2 separate regions of the Zea mays genome follow, and region 2 is linked to region 1. A link is a contact called in public Hi-C data. All regions are on one chromosome and are shown on one strand. Each heading gives the region's core, a stretch centred on a gene start, on an enhancer-like site or on the middle of the called end of the contact. The rest is flanking DNA. Distances are from core to core; before and after follow the strand shown.

Region 1 (2,963 bases), core at 261-2,760:
GACCTCTATTTTATAGTGTTAAACATACATATCAGCACACATGTTTTATGAACGAATAAGTCTATATTTAACCATTAAACTCAGAACCAGGTACCTCGGCCATCGAACCATTAAAATTAGACATATTTGGTCCACCGAAAGCTTTTCGATTGTACTTCCTATGTTTTTTATTTGATGTGTTTTTATTTTCAAAAACTTCAATCACCCATCCTATTCAAAAAAAATGTATGTTTTTAGACTTCTTCCTTTATAGAACATCCATGTTTTTTTATATATTTAACATCATACTTAACAATATAAAAGGTAGAGCTCATATATTTGTATGTGTTCATGTTGTTCTTATGGATAGAAGAGATAAAAACGAGACTATGAAATGAACAGTGTCAATTTGGTCCATTTGTATGTAAGGTGAGAAATGAAAGAATAAAAAGTATAGATGAAGTGTTATTTTCTGAATTCATTTGGTGGAATCGGTGCTATTTTTGAATTACTTAAAAAATCTATGCTATTTTCTAAACACTGTTCTAAACTAGTGGTGTTTATGGATTCTCTCGACACTCCTTGCCTTCTGGGCCGACGTCGACTACCTCACTGCAACCAAAGTCATTCCATTTTGATTGCCATGGCTCTGAAATGTTGTAATTGTCTATCATACCAGATCATAGTAATAGGTACTTGATGTGGTTGGTAGCCTTTTGGGGTGAAAAAAACAGGGTTAACACTAGGTAATTGTTCATTTAGTTCGTTAAATTGAACGGATCAATCGTTGCCTTCTTTAATGGTGAAGTAAACCAATATGATGATTGAGTAGAATTTATCTGCATTCAAGTGTTTAACGCAACGGGACGCTGCGGGAGCGGGCCGCGCCCACCGTCAGACCCTGGTCAGCCCGGGAGCGAGCTAGCCGTTGGGCTTGCAGCCATTTTTGACCCAGGAAGCACGTGGGCCCGCGCGTCGGGCCGGGGTTAAATAAAAAAAAAAACAAGGCCGCACTGAAATCGTAGCTAGATTTGCGCTTCCTTGTGCTGTCTCCATGCCCCCGCTACCCACTCTCCTTGCTGCACACCGCTACCCAACACGAGGGGCCGCGCTGTCTCCATGACCTGTGGGGCCACCGGCTGCCGTGCCGTTGCCGTCCCATGCAACGCCCACATGGACCATGGCTTGTGTTGGAAGATGTGTGCAGTGCAGTGTGCGCGTGAGCTGTGCCTGTGTGTGTGTGTGTGTCCCAATTGTTTTACTAGTAGTACTCGGTAGAGAAGATTTCACACGATTCAAGGAAAGCTAAAGAACAAGTGAAGATGAGAGAGCCTATATATCATCAAACATTCTAGTAATTCAGTTTGCAATATTATCCTCGTGGTATATGATAGATATGGTTCTGTAGAAAGAAAATAAAAGAAAATAAAATAAAAGATAAGATGTTGAGTGGTGCCCCTAGCAAGAGGAGTCCCCAGTGTCTTTTACAGCTGTCTCCAGTTTTTCCCTCCTCATCAGTCTCTCTCTCTCTCTCTCTCCACTCATCATCAGTTCAGTCATCAGTGTAGTGAAACTTTATCGTTTGCTCGCTTGCTTGCTTCCCTAGTACTGTCGGCCCTTTTCTCCCTTCCCAATCCATCCACCCCCTCCCTCCCCAGCAAGAAAGCATTGCATCCCCTCTCCCCGGAGCGGAGAGCCGGCGGGCCGGCCTCCCATCGCATGGCCACCGCACTGACGTGACGCCGCCGAGGGATTGAGGACCCAAGACCTCCAGCTGGAGGAATCGGGAGAGGAAGGAGCGGTCGCGCGCCCTTCGCCACGTCTTGCGTCGTCGGGGGGCCCGGCCCTTCGCCGACGACGACGAGCACCCACCACGTACGCCCGCCACCTCTCCCTCCCCTTCATGCCGCACCCCAAACCCTAATGTAAGCTATTTCTGTTCGGATCCGATCCGCTCACCCAGTTCCCATTATATAAATGCAATTCTCATACCTGCAAGATGGGGTTTGTGACAAATTGTTTACCCGCCTCTAATGACAATGACGTTACCCACGCTTCTGTGTAGGTTGCTGAGGAACAGAGATGTCGACGACAGGCGAAATCCTGAGGTCGGAGCTATCTTCCAGGACGCCGCCGTTCGGCCTGAGGCTATGGATTGTCATTGGCATCTGCATCTGGGTGGCGATCCTCTTCATCATAGGCTTCATGTGCTTCTGGTCCATATACCGGAGGAAGCCCACCAAGTCGTCCTTCGACAGTACCAATGACATCCCGGTGTCCCAGATCCCGGACGTCTCCAAGGAGATTGCGGTGGACGAGGTGCGTGAGCACGCTGCCGTGCAGACCTTCCATGTGCACGAGAGCTGCCGCGCGCTGGCCGTGCAGGAGAAGCCCTGCGAGAAGGATTCCGGGAGAATGCTGGGGCACCTGGTCAGGAGCAAGTCGAGCGACGCTGATAATCTCAGCCAGTGCAGCTCTGCGGCGTACCAGTGCGAGAGGGCTGCAAGCTCGTACTCTGGCGACGAGGGCAGCTCGGGCAACGCCAGGAGGCAGTATCCCACTGTCTCCGCGTCTCCGCTGGTTGGTCTCCCCGAGTTTTCGCATCTCGGATGGGGCCATTGGTTTACTCTCAGGGATTTGGAGCATGCGACCAATCGCTTCTCCAAGGAGAATGTCATTGGGGAAGGTGGATATGGGATTGTTTACCGAGGTCGCCTCGTTAATGGGACCGATGTCGCAATTAAAAAGCTCCTTAATAACATGTAAGAAGCTCTGGTCATTGTTTTAGCCTTAAAGACGATCTTGGTACATAGCTTGAAATATTACTCTGCCCTCTTTGATAGTCTCGCAACATCTTGATAGCGTTTGGTATGTCACTGTAGGGGTCAGGCAGAAAAGGAGTTCAGGGTTGAGGTTGAGGCAATTGGGCACGTCAGGCATAAGAATCTTGTACGCCTTCTAGGATACTGTGTCGAGGGTATCCA
Region 2 (3,040 bases), core at 114-2,613, 300 kb before region 1:
CTATCTTCACTTCGCAGGTTCTGAAACATGTCACTCAGGACAAATCGTATAGCTGGAGCAATAAGCATAAGCAAATCAAGAGGATGTTCTCGCATAAGAGCAGATGCAAATAATAATATAGCAGTACTGTACCACATGTTTAAGATTACCATGAAAGAAATTTGATTTGCCAGATCCATTTGCACCAACTGTGGCAAACAATTAAATAATCGTCAGTTCATTAAGAGCAGAAAAGTATGCATCCAAGTTGTAATTGCCCTGTAGTACTTGCAGTGAGTTTGGCAGAAAAACTAGAAGATCACTATAGAGCTAGAGCAAACAAACAGCAAGCACACAAAAGAGTTACACGGACTTAACCGTAACTGTTTCAAGGTCGTGGTTTTCTGAATTCTGGTACAATGCATGCATACATAAGCTATGACTATGCTAATTTTCCAAAACAAAACAAATAACCCAATTTAGCAAATAAAGGAAACTGAACCTTGAAGATGCACCGGATCTTGATCACTAATAAAGCTTTGTGATTGACCCACTAGGTAAGGATTTATCTATTGCAGTTGCAGGCCTGATATAGGCGGAGGTTGCCGCACAAGCGGTGTTAAATTATCTGAGCAGCAGTTAGGAAGCAGAACAGAACCCTATGAGTACAGTAATATCTGTGAGCGAGGGAGCAGAAGAGGGGGTTTACCAACTACGTTAACTTTGGGACTGAAGGGCTCTGTTGATATCTCCTCCTTGTAGCTCTTAAACCCTTCGATTACGACCTGAACCAGACAGATGGCCAATAAGCCAACAAGCTTACATGGGGAGAAAAATATCACCAAATTGTACCCAGGGCAGAACATCTTGCCTTCTTTATATACATTTTCTAGGCCGAGACAGGTCACGCTACCATGAAACCCCTGCAAAAGAGCATGGCAAGTCAGTAACAAGTAGACACCAAAAAAAAAAAAAACAGAATCGGAACAAGTAAAGGACATGGGCGTATACATGTACACCCAGTAATATTTGCGAAAAAAAATCAGAGTTGTGCTAGTATACGCTTGTAATTACATCAGATCCGAATTGAAATGGTGAAAGGGCTTGAGTTAGGGTTCGGGAGCTCGGTTCCACACAGCAGCGAGGGAAGAGAGTGAGGGGTTACCTGGTGGGTGCTCGTCGCCGGCAAAGGGTCCGACGAAGAGTTGGACCGTCGGCGGTGGCTCAGTTGTCGCCGCGCGCGAGAGCGACTGAGCGAGGGCGCGCACGGGCAGTCAGGCACGCTGAGTGGACGGGAGAAGGAGAAGGGGGAGGAGAAGGCAACACTGTCCGTGGCCGTGGCCGTTTGGTTCGGCTCCTGTAAGTTTTCGACTGGGCCTGTAGCAGGCCGGCCTGGAAGCTAGCTTGTTCGATTTCACTGGTGATCCAGATGCCACGAGGATGCCCAGGCCTTGTGTCGACAACTCGACATGCGTTGCACTGCTGCGTTGGGATGGATTAGCATTCGACCGTGGAGCATGCCAGCCAGGTGGTGTTTCAGTGATTGGACATGAACACCAACCAGAGAAGGTATACCATGCATCTTTATGTTACTACTTTGTGTTTTGTTTCAGCAGGGGGAGGTATAGCATGGATACTTGCTGAAAGCGAGAAGGGGGCGCGTAGGTTGAGGTCACCCACCCACCCAGGGCCAGGAATCAATCAGAGTGAGATGGTCCACCCGTCATCCGGTCCCGACTCTTCCCTTGAGAATGACACAAGATGTGGCCGTGACAGGTGGCATGTACAAATACCGGGTGCACGTGCACCGCAGTGCTGCTGTCTCCGGCCGGCGACCACTGCCTGCCGGTGCACGGTGCACGTCGCATCCGCCAGTCGTCTCTAGAGATGGCAATAGGGACCCGATCCCCGATTCCCCGCGGGGAATTCCTCTATTAGGGGATGGGGATGGGGAAGCTTCTTTCCCCACGGGGATGTAAATGGGGAAAAGTTCTCCCCCGACGGGTAAACGGGGACGGGGATGGGGAAGCATTCCCCATCCCCGTTCCCCGCGGGGACCCGTTAAACTTACATGTGACAATGTTTTCATGTAATAGTTAATGATAAAAGTAAAGAATTACCTTGTCCAAAGATCACCCGTTGTACAAATACATTGATTTTAATGTGCACATAATGAATTTTACATTTAACAATGTGTATAAGTGATAATATTTTACATTAATAACAAATGAAGTACGATTTAATTATAATTTAAGCGGGGATGGGGATCCCCGACAGAGATTTATCCCCGCGGGGAACGGGGATGGGGAAGAAATGTCCCCCGCAAGTGTTCGTGGGGATCCCCGCGGGGAATTTTTTTTGTCGCGGGGACGGGTTTGGGGAGCTAAAACCCGACGGAGAATTCCCCGTTGCCATCCCTAGTCGTCTCGTCTCCCCTCCCTCTCCGCTGCAAATTTGTCCGTTTGTTTGTTTGTTTTGGCAGACGCGGGGCCGGGGCATCCATCTATTGCTTCCGACCCAAGTCACGGCTGGTACGCACGATTGGCTACGGATTACCGTACAGAGGCCGCGATTGGCAGGGCGTTCCTGCTCCCTCCCTCTGTTGAGATTGCATGTGTATAACCTAGGGTAGGGTACTTGACATGGCACTGGCTGACCGCCGTCTCACATCACAAACGACGCGCGCGACACGCCGGGCCGGGGCATCGATCCATTGCTTCCGACCCACGGCTGACCAAGCAGAGAGTACTACGTCCAATTGGTTACGCCCACGTGCTGTGCTCCCTCCAGCCGTCCAGCGCCCGGCACCGCCGCCGCCTACATAAATCCACACCAGACTGTTCCTCTGCTCTGATGACCGGCCGCCCGGTTCAAGCACAAGCTAGCAATGCCTCGTCTACGTCTTCCAGCGCGCCAGTGTCCACCCCGTAGGCCGTAGGAGTAGGACCGCAGCAGCGTGCCACTCCCACTCACACACCATTCCAAATGGACAGCCGCGCGCCCGCGCTGCTGCTGCTGCTGCTGCTGGCGTTGACCCTCTCCCTAGCGGCCACCGCGGGCG

The links. Hi-C and Micro-C count contacts between places; a contact is called where the count stands out from the background.
Region 2: a contact with region 1 is called in a Hi-C map of leaf, with 4 times the contacts expected there. The contact joins the promoter of LOC103630807 here to the promoter of LOC732721 in region 1. A contact is called at or near these places in 2 of 25 Hi-C or Micro-C datasets (bundle sheath and leaf).

The regions. Positions count from the first base shown.
Region 1 is chr6:179,212,098-179,215,060 of Zm-B73-REFERENCE-NAM-5.0, reverse strand. LOC732721 (protein kinase-like) reads left to right here and starts at 1,510. Exons shown (of 8, transcript NM_001112350.1): 1 at 1,510-1,904; 2 at 2,045-2,741; 3 at 2,862-2,963. The coding sequence starts at 2,062.
Region 2 is chr6:179,508,662-179,511,701 of Zm-B73-REFERENCE-NAM-5.0, reverse strand. LOC103630807 (structural maintenance of chromosomes protein 3) reads right to left here and starts at 1,363. Exons shown (of 30, transcript NM_001350802.1): 1 at 1,145-1,363; 2 at 851-902; 3 at 689-764; 4 at 150-188; 5 at 1-52. The coding sequence starts at 865. LOC109939192 (probable inactive receptor kinase At2g26730) reads left to right here and starts at 1,938. Exons shown (of 2, transcript XM_008649438.4): 1 at 1,938-3,040. The coding sequence starts at 2,965.